2 separate regions of the Gasterosteus aculeatus genome follow, and region 2 is linked to region 1. A link is a contact called in public Hi-C data. All regions are on one chromosome and are shown on one strand. Each heading gives the region's core, a stretch centred on a gene start, on an enhancer-like site or on the middle of the called end of the contact. The rest is flanking DNA. Distances are from core to core; before and after follow the strand shown. Region 1 holds the start of sema6cb (semaphorin 6Cb). Region 2 has its middle 37 kb from the start of sema6cb.

Region 1 (6,335 bases), core at 295-2,794:
CGGCGAGAAATACAAGGAGGCTGACGGGGGCGGAGAGAGAGAGAGAGAGAGAGAGGTCAACTGCAGTTCATCGGAGGAGCACGCAGAGTCCTGGTGTCTCAGGTGCAAAGCTCGTAAAGGCTTGAAATGCCCCGGGTTTAAATCTGGACCTGGAAATTGATAATGTTCAAAATGATACGGATGCATGACGGAGAAGGATTTACAAAAATAAAAAAAAGATATTAGAACTGTTCAATGATGCCTGAAAACTAAACATTTTTATTGCAGCAAATATTTGTATAATTTAGATCCTGATGATTTACATTGTTTTTGTCTTTTTTTTCCACTTGTACATGTTTTTCAAACACAATTAATGTAAGGAATGCTCTTTTTCTGTATTCATATTCATATAAAAGTATCCAGATCCAGGGTTTTAAAAACCCCATTATTGGTGTTTAAAAAAAAGAAAGAAAAGAAAACAACTTGAAAAATAAACAACATTAAGAAAAAAATCGCCTGGTAAACGTGTGTCAATCCGAGGTTCAGCGAGAGCGTCCAGATGGTTCGCTTTGGTATACAAAGATATTTCTTGTTTTCCTTCATGTCAAGCATGTGGGCCATGAACAAATGTTCATGCATCCAAAATATGCAGCAAACACAGTCCTCCTCCTCGCCTCCCCCCCCCCCCCCCCCCCTCCCCTCTCCCCCTCTCTCCCTCCTCTCCCTCCCCAGCGATCCGGTTCCACAACCCGTGTCACCGAAACCATCGGATTGTTCGTCTCAAACAAAAGTGGTGGGCTTCTGTCCACTTTTGGCTCAGCGCACTGTTCTCCACAATGACCCCCGTGTTGCACACATGCGAGGGAGGCCAAGCGCGGGGGGGTGGGGGGGTGGGGGGGTCGCGGCACAATGGCGGCTCTTTGACACGAGGGCGGGCATTAATAAAGAGGCAGCCCAACGCGGGCATTAGCGGCGCCAAAACGCTGCGAACGAGAGCTCAAGGGAACGAGGGCAGCGGCTGCAGACTGCAGCGCGTCGCATAAAGTGCGTCCACCAGTCATCTGTGTACCTGGGCGCGTGAGGCAGAGCTGTGATTACAGCCTCTCAAGGGGCCTTTTTTCCACTTCGGAAGAGCACTTGAAAATCAGGAGCGGCACTGGCTTATGCAATCAGGCATGGTGTAACAAGGGGAAGGCCATTAGCAGGTCTCTCTCTCTCTCTCCCTCCATTATTGTGGCCAATCTCACAGGAGGGGAACGCGCGATTTATAGCGTGCAAACGTGTTGTTATTTCCTACGTTTATCCAAACGACCCGAGATCATGGAAAACTATGTGTACTTACTATACTCTATGGTCGCTTGGCCTTCAGACTCAAAATAGTTGTGTGCGGTGCAAAAAGAAAGCGAAAAGGAGAGTAGAAAACCTACGGTGTCGGCACGCCCGACGATCCACCTATTCTCCTGACGCCACGGCCAGGAAGTGACCTTCAGCAGGGCGGGCGTCTTGGAGGCAGCGTTTTTGAAGACGGGCGTCTCTGAGGTTCTCCCTCTGAGGGCGTGGAGTGTCCAACAAAGCTTCCTGTGAGAGCAAAGGAAAAAACAAAAGAACATGAGTGTGGACAACAACACTAGAGGGACAGCTGCGCTGCAAACAAACACAGACTTTTGCTTAAACGAGGCCGGCGACCCCACAGGGCTCCCACGTAGAGGGGCTCCGACTCCTCTCAGTGTGATGTCCTCAGTGGATCTCTGCTGTCATAACAGCACAGCCAACACAAGCAGGGAGGCCGTAAACAGAGCCAGATGTTGCAGGCCCAAACATGGAGGCCAAAGCAGTTTTCCATCCTAATCTTAGTGTGAAAAGCATGCACATTTCGGCGCGGATATCGGGTATCGGGATTTTGGCAAAAATGAAATCAAATAGTCTTCAGTTCTCGTGTCAAGTCTTCTTTAATAGAACATGATGTTCATTCGGTGAATGATGCCCATGCAGCACGGTCACTCGGTCCACATGTGCTCATTATTCACAACTGAAGACAATGGCGACCACTGAACCGCAGTTGACAAACTAAAACCTACGGATTCATTCACACGCATCTCGGCAGCCATGTTGTTGTTTTTTTCTTCGTTCGTCGCGGCTGCTCGCAACTTTTTTCCCCCACCACGAAAACACCCTTTTTTTTAAACTTTCTCCATTTGCCTGAAATTCATCTCTGCTCTCAGGGGACTCATTCAGGCAGCAAAGCCGGGGGGGCGAGAGACGGGGGAGGGAGGGGGGTGATCCGTCTGTACCTCCCCTCACCAACAGTACCGGGAACCTGCCTCCCCGTAGGAAAAAAGAAAAAAGCTGAACTTCTCACACACTCACTCACACACACACACACACACACACACACACACACACACACACACACACACACACACTGTGACTAACGGTGAGTGTTGAATGGATTTTCTCTAACTAAGCTTACCTCCTACACACATAAAGCTACACCCTCCTGCCACAGAAGATCTTGGGTGGAGGGGTGGAGGGGGGGGGGGGGGGGGGGGTCTGTGACCGCAGAGTGAGTCCTCACATCCTTAGCAACAGATGAAACACGTCCGGCTCGCTGACTCACTCGCGCGGCGAGGCAGACGAGGCCGCCGGCTGCACTGATGTGGCGGCTTCGAAAAGGCCCCCAGTGAACCGCTCGGGTCGCCGGGTCCCCCGTCCCAAAAGGTGCCCCGGGACCGTAAAGAGCGCGATGTCACCTGTGTTTGAAACGAGCGGGCTCCATTATGCACAAACCGCTGACCACACACGCGTGCACGTGAACAGGCCACAGCTGTTTCTCGTGTCAACAACCATCAGTGTCGACAGCGCCGTGGTTTGCAGGTCCAAATCAATACCACGCTGGTAATGAAAATGTTGCTGCAGCTTTGATGCTTCTCGTTATGGATTCTAAAGGCCGCATTCACAGCCAATCACGCTACGCCGCGATTAGCCGAGTTGAGTTCAACTGTTACCTAAATGGCCCTTCGTGTAATGTTGTAAAAACATGATTTCATCACGAGACATTATGCTGCATAATTATTGTTTTCTGTCAGTATTTTTGTGATCGTGACATTTACGACCGCCTTTGAAGGCAACTCATTTCACAAGCAGTTAGACAAGCAAAGAATGTGCATTGTGCTGGAGCTCGTTGCAGAAAGAAGAAGAAACACGAGTGAACCTCTCAGAGTCTTTTGTGATTGGCCACAAAAGCAGACTGACGTCGGCTCAAACGCACACAAAGGGCCTTGGATTGAGTTCAAATTCAGCCATTCATTTTCTTGAGTTTTTGTTCATATTTCTTGATAAATACAAATAAAAAGATCAATTTTTCATCTAAATCGCGTGATACGATACCATAGCAGGATTGCGCTCCACTCACAGTCAATACTTACAACGTCTCCACCAGCGACACACGATTGGCGGCGGATTAGAGGCGGCAGATTCAGTTACAGCGGACACACGGTGGCGTCCAACAGGCCCCAGCTGACCACGAGGCCCAGAGGCTTTGTTGTTCGGCTCTGTTGTTGTTGTTGTTGTTGCTGCTGCAGCTGCACAGAGCAGCGCCCAACGCGCATCACAGCCAACGCGATCGGCTGCCGGGACCTTTACGGAGCTCCGCGACTTCGGATGAGAGGCGCTGCTCGTACAACACGTGGGAGGTGAAGGATGATGTCGTCCTGGTTGTCTCATTTTTCTAGAAATTGTCCCGCAGTCCCTCGTGCCCTCTGAACACACACACCCCTTGCTGATCCACCTCCCCAGGGCAGATTTCGCTGCGCTCCTTCCCTTCCAGAAATGACCCACGAACCCCGCAAACAGATTCGTCGCACACAGACAGACACACCTCCACTCCCACTGCCACGCTGGATATTTCCCTGGATGCCTTGCGGTGCTCACCGGGTCGTGGTGGTGATCAATGGCTCCTGGTGGCGGGGCGTCGAGGGGGGGGGCGGTGCAGAATGGAGGTATTAATAATGCAAGGTCCAGGCCTGTCATATCCGCCATTAGCCCGGAGGAGGCGGGAGGCCCAGCGGCTGATTGATTACTAATCAGATAATTGCATCCTTTTAGAAAAGCAGCAGAACGTATCAGACTAATAGGGTGATGGCGGAGGACAAATATCCACCGAGGCTGTTCAAAAAAAAAACGGACTTGTCAGACAAGGAATTGCTTCTCCTCAGAGATGGGGGCACAATTCAGGAAAGACGAGGCGGAGTCGGTGTAATAAAACAAGAATTCAATCAGACTGTAACCCCGGTGTGTGAATACAGCGTTGCTTACTCTCTACATATTACTTTCAAACGGTCTGATGAATTGCTCAATCCTCCGCAGGCCTCTCGCTCTACTGTGCACTTGCGTACGAAAAGGACAAACAACTCGGCTGCACCGACCACGCGGCTAACCGAAGGAGACACTCGGGGTGATTTGCTGTTTTCATATGAGACGTCCCCCCCCCGTCCCCCCCCGTCCCCACTCAGTCGCACGTTTGTGTCTCGTTAGCCGTCGCTGTCTGGAAACATGACTCGATGAGGCCCAGTGCTCTCCGGTTTTCGTGTAATGTGTGTAATGGATCACAACTATTTGCTAAAGGGGAGCGGAGGTGTGTGGAGAATAAAATACTCAAAGTTGAAAGACGCCTGTATTCAAAACAGATAATTGATTAAAAATGAATTATTGTCATATAACCTCTAACATAATAAATGCGATGCATGTCTGTTGGAGGACATATTTATTGTGGGATTGATTGGGCCTAAACTGGCAGCCTGAGTAAAATTGCTCTACTTAATTTCAATTATCTTTGCTTTCAATTAACAATACACGTGCCTCTTGGTGACCACGTGTTTTGGAACCGGTCCAGCGCGATATTGAAATTGTTGGAGAACGCTCAATTAAAACTGGCACTGGGCTTGAAAATAAAGTGGATTCCAGCCCAAGCATCAACATCGCTGCTGCGATTATTCCCGTCGAAAAAAAACCCCGTCTTCATGCAAAACCAGCGCCAGTTCGTTCCCCAAGTACGAGACTAATTAGCACACTGGCAATGGCCGCTGTGATTACACGAACCCACGCTCTACATAAATAGCCTGCCCTGCAGCCCCGCTCCAGCCTCAGAAGGAGGGTGGGGGGGTTCGGATATGCGCAGCGTGAAATATGTGCCGTTTTTTGACCTCTTGAAAAATAATTCTGAAAAAACGCTTCGTTCCAACTGCAATAATTACAAGAATGCTGCTCCGCCAGCGCTTATTGTGCGCCATGGATCATTAATTAAGAGACTGGTCCGTATCGGCGACGCTGACAGCGAGATGGGTCTTAGCGCTCGCTTGTCACAAATGAGCTCTTGGGGGGGGTCGGGCTGTCCTGACGGAGTGGAACATTACACCCATTAATTATTCTGCCTCCCCCACCCTGCTGGGAGGCAGTTCAGAGTCAGTCCCTCATATCTGACAAAGCTCCGGTGGACGTCTTAAAGATGGCGCTGTGTTGGACTGCCGGCGCTGAAATTCACTGGAACGTCGCCCCCCGGAGGACGATGCCGCTAACGCGTTCGTCAAGCTTTCAGAAACTGTCGAGGGTCGCCGTTGGCCTAAAGACGGCTTCAGGACATCGAGCGGAACATCTAGCTTTAGCAGTGTTTTCCTTATCCTATTATTATGACAGGGGGAGCCCGTTATTCAGATACATCTCAGAGAGAGACGGTGTGATTCCCCAAAAATGAGCAGGTCAATACCCTGACGATCAATAAGCCAATAACCATATGTGCACCATTTGGCCACATGTGACTGTTCTTAGTGGGAAAAAATGTCCTGTCTTTCACTTTTGTTGCTGAGGGACATATAATAACATAAACACATCACAGCGTACGTGTTTTAATTACGTGTGGATCACGGTTTGTGTTTTCGCCTTCGGTTCGGTTCGGACCGGCTTCCTCTCCTACCTCCTACCTCCTACTTCCTACCTCTTCTCAGCCCCCGTGGCTCACTGTGCAGTGGCCACACGCTGCGTTAAAGTGAAAGCGACCCTGACTCGTCCTCTTTCTGAGCCGCTCTGGCTGACCTCCCCCCCTCCCCCCCCACGGCGGCAGATGACAACCGGCCTTTTCGCCCGCGGCGCTCTGCGGCGCGAGCTCTGGCCTCGCTGTGTCGGCCTCTCGCCTCAGTCTCCCTGCTGGTGCTGTGGTGGTCCAAAGCCCCTCCCCCCTCCCCCCGCCTCCCCCGCGAAGCGTGTTCTGCAAACTCCAAAACGGCAAAAGCACCACCGGCAACCGAATTGATGAGCTACAGCCGCAGCGCAGACAACACGATTAGGTCCGAAGCAGAATCCTT
Region 2 (7,050 bases), core at 1,703-4,202, 36 kb after region 1:
GCCGCACGCCCGGTTCCGAGTCCAGCCTGGAAGTCTAATAGCTGCTGCTGGTTTTTGGACCCGGAGGAGAGACGGTCGTGGCCGGTGGGAGGAGGGGGGGGCATCCACAACATTGCCGCAATAAAAGAGAAAACAGATGCAACTAAATTAGCCGTAAACACGGCCAATCGGTTACATATGGAAGTAAGATTTGTTTCTGCTCGGTGGCTGAAGAGGGAAGAAAAAAGGAACCCAGGTCCAGTCGGGACAGTGATGGAGGGCCCACTTCAGCCTGCTATTCCCACCCGGAGCATTCCGAACGCTCGGCGCGGCATGTTAATGCCATTCCTGAGCAGCTGCGGTCAAGCGGAGGGCCCCGGGAACCTCGGGGGCCGAAGGCCCGGTGGTCTCGGCAGATAACCTGCACCGGCCTGCGCCGTGTCAGCCGCGGATTATGGATGACAGAGGGTTGTGAGGTTGGGCGGGGGTGAGGGGGCCTATGGGTCTGACAGGTAATAATTCACTCCCCAGGGGTTGAGCACCCTCCACTGGACGCGAGCGGCTGGAGATAAAGGAACGCTGGGGGGAAGGGGGGGGGGGGGGTGGAGCTCACCCTCCCCAACTATCCGCCTCAAGAAGCAGGGCGCTCATTGGCCGCCCCAGTTGCTACGGGCAACCAGCCATTATCGGGATGAAATACGAGGTGCCGCAGGCCGCCGCCTCCCCCAGGTGAGTCCCATGTGGCGGAGGCTCGCCGCCTTGAGGGGCGCCGAAACACTTCAGACGGGCCGCGGTCGTGGAGGTGACGCAACAATAGACTGCGGGGAGGGGAGGGGGGGGGGCAACGACTATTATCCGAGGCTCTCAAGTTCCACTGAGCTTGAAATGGTGGGGAGGAGGGAGTGTGGGGGGGGGGGGGATGAGCACGCGAGCAGCCAGTCAACGACTTTCTTTGGGGGATTTAAATCGAACGTGTCTTTGTGTAGCTGCCTGAAATTTGAGTTTTCCCAAACGCGAGCGGCGGAATAGCCGTGTGTGCGTTACACGTGGCCGTGCTCAGATATTGAGCACTCTATCTCGATGACGAAAATGGAAATAGGCCCACTGAATGTTCCCCCGAGGGCCGCGGTCCTCGGCCCCCCCGGTTAGGAGCCTATTTCAACCACCATTACCCCGACGGCCATTAAGGATAGATGCCATCTGCACTCGCTGGGACCCGCACACCCCCCCCATGTCATTCCACAACTAAAAAGCAAACGCTTGAAAATGGAAATAGGAAATAAAATTACACACCGGTCTGAACGCGCCATTAAGCACGCCAACTGAGCTGGCGGAACCTATCAGGGGCCCCGAGAGCGAGAGACGGACGCCGCGGCCTCCCTGTGATGTGACTTTCCTAATGGTGCCGGGTCGTAAAGCAGACGGAGGAGTTGTTTATGGGGGCGGGGGGGTCAACACCTCTCCTCGTCAGCAGACCCGGTGACATGTCAAATAAAACAAATGGGAAACCACAACCGCTACCGCCACGTCCTGTGACATCACTGCAGCAGGTTCAAGTGAGCGTGAAGGATTGGGGGGGGGGTTGTTGTCACAAGATCCAACCGCACTGTCTCCACTTAAGACATCTGACTGGTCACACTAAGAGACGATGTGGCCCCCGATGGGGCCCCTGGACATACGTGGATTTTTGCTAAAACTTCCGGGGTGGATCCGAGCAAAAAGGAACACGACCGACGGCTCCTTCAGGCAACAGTTGCAAACAGGCTGGATTGAAGAAGTGAGGGAGGGAGGGGAGATTTATTTATTGTTGAAATGTTCTTAGCTCTCGAGTGAAACCGAACACCCAGTGAGGGCTCGGGGAGAGGGATAATTCACAACAGGCTGAGACAAATCAGAGAGACAGAGAGACACTCCTAGCGTCTCACTTCAGTCCATCTCTTTGTGCATCGGAGACCGAAGTCCAACAAACACTGACTGCTGCTGACTAACTCTCGCGTGCAAAGGCAGAAACCTGCAACAAGACCAACGAGCTCATTTTTCATCAACCCCCCGACACACACACACACCTTTGAGAACATGGCTTCAATACTTGGCAATGATTTCACAGGTGAAATTCCAAGAGGCTGCAGCTTTTCTTTCCTGGGGCTGAATGCGTGTTGTGCTTTTATTTTGCACCGATTCACAGGAAAGGAAACGAATGTGTGCCCGTCATCGTTTAGGAAGGGGTGAAAATCCAAAAAAGGAGGGGGGGGGGGGGTGGTACGCATATTCAAGCTGCTGCAAGGCGACAGACACGTTATCAGTTGCCAATTGGTGAGAAGTTGCAGCGTTGCAGCAACAGTCAACGCAGGGCAGAAAACATGACAACGTGTCTAAATCGTGCACACAAAAGAAATAGAAAATAGTGAAACGTCAGAGTCATGAGCCGAGGGGGGGAAACAAGAGAAAAACCAGCAGTTTCCTCAGACCCCCCCCACACCAAAAAAGTTCAAGCCCATAAAACACGTATTTTTTGGAGGGGACGAGGTGTCACTCGGAGGGGGGGGGGGGGGGGGGGGGGGGCTGCGGAGCACCGGGCCGCCGCGGTGCGGGGGGGAAGCGCAGCGGCGGCATCGCTGAAGTCACCCGGCCGGCCAGCGAGCCATTTCTTACCTTATTGATTCCTGCGCGGGTCCAGCGATACGACATGACAACAACAACAAAAATGTTAAAAAAATAAAAAATACCCGTCCGCGCGTCTCTCGGACGGCCCCCCCCGGCGCAGCAGAAAGGCAGAGTTGTTGTTAGTTTTTTTTTTTTTTTGAGTGTGTAAATCCCAGAAGCGCCTCGGCAGCGGAGCGGCGTCCGTCTCTCTGCACTACCGACACCGCAGCGGAGCCAGACTGACGGTCACAACACTCCCGGCCGCGGCCGAGGACACGCCCCCTCCCCTCCTCTGGGTTTGACAGGCGTAACGGCCAATCAGGAAGCGGTGTCGGGGTCGCGTTGGCCCCGATTGGTTAATCAATCGAGCTCTTTTGTGTTTCGCAGGAGCCCCGCCTCCCAGCTCCGGCTCGCTTTTTTTCCCCAGATGTTTTTAATGCCTGAATATTAGCCCACACCCCCCTCCTTCCCGAAACTCTAAACCAGCCAATCACAGCGCAGGACAGGGGATTTAAACGCAGACATACGTTTGACCTGAACTGAAACCCATTGCCATTCTGTGCCAAAGAGTCTTATTCTAGGACACCAATTATCAGTTATTTTCATCATTTAATACTATGGTAATTATTGAACCCTAACTTACTATTTGATATTTTAGTCTGTCTCAAATAAATACATGTATAGCACACATACACACACATACACATAGCTGTTTCTTTTATATGAATCATGTTCCCATTGGAAACAAGAGAAACCTAAAAAACTCTAAAGGTTCTATAGGAACAATAAAAGCGAAATGCTCTTTCCAAGAGCGTGGGCGACGTGTACGGACAGCGGTTAATCAGCCGGTGGCAGCGACATGTGTAGTTTCCCGGGAACGCACATAAAACACCTGTGCGTCGATGGCGGCGCTCCGGCTTTTAGTCCGAACGCCGCATCTGTGTTTGATGATAATCTAATAGATGGCCGTGGACTCGCTGACTCATTTGTCTCCCAGCTTCATCCACCGCATTTCCATATCAGTCAGTCTTTCTTGTCAAAATGCTGCTGTGTTAAAGGACGCAAAAAAAAGAGGAGTTCAAGTGGCTCCCGCAGCAATTATCTGCACTGGCTATGATACATGTACTGTGAGGCACTCTGCTAGTCCGATAGATGAGATGGACTCCCCTCGGGTCGCGCTTGTTCATTGCATTCTTCTTTGGCCTCAAGCCGCAGGAAAAAAAATAAATGGCTGTGAGTGTTTTTTTTTTGTTCGGGCTGTGACTCAACGCTCTTGGACCCGCTGCGGCCGTTTCTCTTTGGCAGTGCGATGCCGCCTGCGGTTTGGAGAGGCTCTTCCAAGGGGAGGGGAAGGCCGAGGGCTGAGAGGGCCGCGGGCCGCGGGGACTCCTTCAAATCCTCGGCCTTTTACCCTCCTCAGTTCGCCACTTCTCCAGCGGAGCGGGCGGCTCGGACCCTGAATGCAAACACCTGCAGGGCCTGGGGGTCCGGTGCGGGTGTAGACCTCCACATGTGCAGAGGATACTCACAAAGCCGCTCTGACAAGAGAGACTGCTGTTCAAAGACAGTGCGTGTGTCTTCAGGGCTTTTATTGTGAAAGCTAAGAACAGAAGGAGCTAAGCTGTCAAGGTTTAAAAAGGAGAAACCAAGTTTGCCATCTCAGTTTGTTTCGCAGAACGTGATTGGTTGATATCTTGGCGGAAAATGTGAAAGCTCTAAAATATCAACCGGGTTCCAAAAAAAGGAATGACTGATTATGCCCTCCTCCAGCTCATTTATGGCCTTTCAGATATATATTTTTGGACGACAACAGACCTTTTCCTCACAGATATTTTGTGTTGTCATAGCAGCAGTTCTAGTTGGCTAATCCATTGAGCCCGCCCACTCGATGCCACGGCCTCCACCCATGTGGAATCACTTATCATTAATATTTTTGTTTGTGTGTGTGTGTGTTTGATTGTGTACCGCTTGTCAAGCTGTCTGTTTGCGAAAAAGTTGGAACGTAGACGTTTGTATTAATGTCAATCGCTTTAATCCATTGTTGGTCTCGGCCTTTTAAAAGTAGTAGTTTACAATCAGAAAAATAATAAAATTGTTTCATATAAGGCGATCTCCTGTAAACCGCAATCATGCAGATTAGTAAATCTAGTGATGATGTGGGTCATTAAAAAATGATATCAACCAAGAAACCATTACAAGAAGTAATACAGCATGGATGCTCTTGTGAATATTTATACTACAGATACTTTATCCAGTAAATTGCGATGTAAAGGCTCGCATAAATGCTCACGTTAGCCCTCGCCTCAGGCCCCAGGGCCACTTATCTAAAATCAAACATCTTAGCGAAGACAAGACCTTGTCGTCACCACGAGAGGAGTCGTCCAAAATGATCCCGCCGCCTGTAGGTGGGGGTCTGGACAGACGACCACGCTGCAGCACGTCGACGAATGCCTGCAGAGGAGCGTGAGAGCACAATGGCGGAATTCAAACAGCCTGATTTGGAGCCTGCCGTCACCTTAGAGCCAATTAAGAGCCACACACACACACACACACACACACGCGCGCGTGCGCGGCGTGTATTTCGTGTTTGGTCCCATGGGTCTCTTTGAGGAAGCAAAGGCACTGAAAGACTGAGGAACAGAGAGGGGAGAAGTGCGGGCCGGGAATCCGGCATAATGATGACGACGATCCTCAAAGCTTCAGTGTCTCATCCTCTCACAGGGCTGCAGACAGTCGGTAGTGTCTGCTTGTATTTCCAGGGAAGGCTGGAACATCCACGCCTGTCAATTATCCATAATAAATGTAAATATATTGAAGCGTATCCATTGAGAATATACAACGTGAGGTAGCTGGGACGGATGGACTGAAATAAAGTGTGATTTGTCTCCTTTTCACCCAGGATCTGTACATGTACATTCTGAGGGAGGTCAATAAATGCCTTAAACTTTAATTCACCGACCTTTAGGGGGCGCCTCTTCTTGTTGTACAGAAGACTATGAGATTTACTACCTCAGTAAACATGAGTTCATGGTCTCAATCGTCATGGTTACTACGTCCCCCACGTATACAATCTATGGTAACAGCGATGCCTGTTTGACTCTTTGACTTTACAAATCTTATAAGGTCAAGAGTTGAAATACATTTATTGTAAAACATTGTCAAATATACATAACATGAAACAGATATATATCACGCCAAAAAGTCAACAACACGAGTGCAATGCTGAAGCGCTTTCAGCTTTAATTTGAGGGATTTTTGCATCAACTGTGTAGAAAGTAAAAGCCTTTACGTTTTCTAACTTCTTTAGGATCATAAAAATACATCATGTTACATTTCTGGCTGTTAATACTTTGCAGTCAATAGTCGTCTAGAATCCACGACTAGATGATCCAGTAGAGATCAGCAGACAGCTGGTATCTTCCCTCGTGCCAGCCAGAATTTGAATATTAAAGAATCACATCCATTTTTCGACCGTTTTCAAAAACAAAAAGCTTTTCTTTCTAAACAACTTCTGCACCTACACTATGGATGAAGCATGGTGGAGGTGAACTTTTGGCCAACGATGGAGAAAGCCTATAAATCTTGTTCAAATCCACTATCAACCAGGAGATTGCTTTTCGTTCTCTGTGTGAAACCAGAAGGCAACAGAGATTTATTGGTCACTTAACACACATCCATGAATGTGCTAACCCAAACAAAGACCTTATCTTAGCCGAGTCGCTGCCCAAACCTACCGCTTGTGTATAGACTGGAGTTTATTATCAAAAGACTGCATGCGTGTAACGAGCGGTTTGACGCGTATTTGCTCGACTTCCGTAGGGAAACGCACAAATGAGGAGTCGTATCTTGAAATATGTCAGAATGAATTTAATAGATGTCTCGCTGAATATTTCCATTTGGTGGAAAAGCGGCGCGATAAAAAAAACACACGTCTTGTATTTTGGAGATTTAACTCATGTCATGCTGTCAGACTGGAATACATCGTTTTTTTTCCCCCAACCTGGAAGCCTAAGGGAGGGGGGCACGGGGGGAGATAAGGGGTTGTTGGACTGTCATGGAATGCAAACTGTCTCGAGCATGAAAGTCAGACTGGCTTCTCTTGAGCTCTGCGCCCTATTTTCCCTCCTTAGGAACACACTGCTGGCTGCAATGGTCGCCGGCCCTGTCATTGGCCGCAAGTGGTGCTCTGCAGAATAATCCATTATATATGAAACTGTAAATCACTTGGATACAGGACTGACTGTTCTTTGGCGAGTGCAACACGTACAGAAAAAAAAATCTTATTGATTGCCTTGTCTGGACATTTCCTTCTGCTGCATTATCTCATCTCATGGACGAATGTGTGTTTAAAGACCTACAACTTCAGTTCACTCCATGTGGATGTAAACGCAGTCGGATATCGAGCCGACAGTCAAAACGTACATCTCA

The links. A called contact is a pair of places that touch in the nucleus more often than the background predicts.
Region 2: a Hi-C map of whole body shows a contact between it and region 1, with 1.5 times the contacts expected there. The contact joins the enhancer-like site here to the promoter of sema6cb in region 1.

Annotation. Positions count from the first base shown.
Region 1 is chr20:3,548,601-3,554,935 of fGasAcu3.hap1.1, forward strand. sema6cb (semaphorin 6Cb) reads right to left here and starts at 1,545. Exons shown (of 18, transcript XM_078094524.1): 1 at 1,403-1,545.
Region 2 is chr20:3,583,454-3,590,503 of fGasAcu3.hap1.1, forward strand. No RefSeq gene overlaps it. Among protein-coding and RNA genes, the nearest start is that of sema6cb, 37 kb to the left of the region's middle. Within about 2 kb of position 2,953, at least 9 of the 9 cell types and tissues checked have open chromatin away from gene starts, as enhancers often do.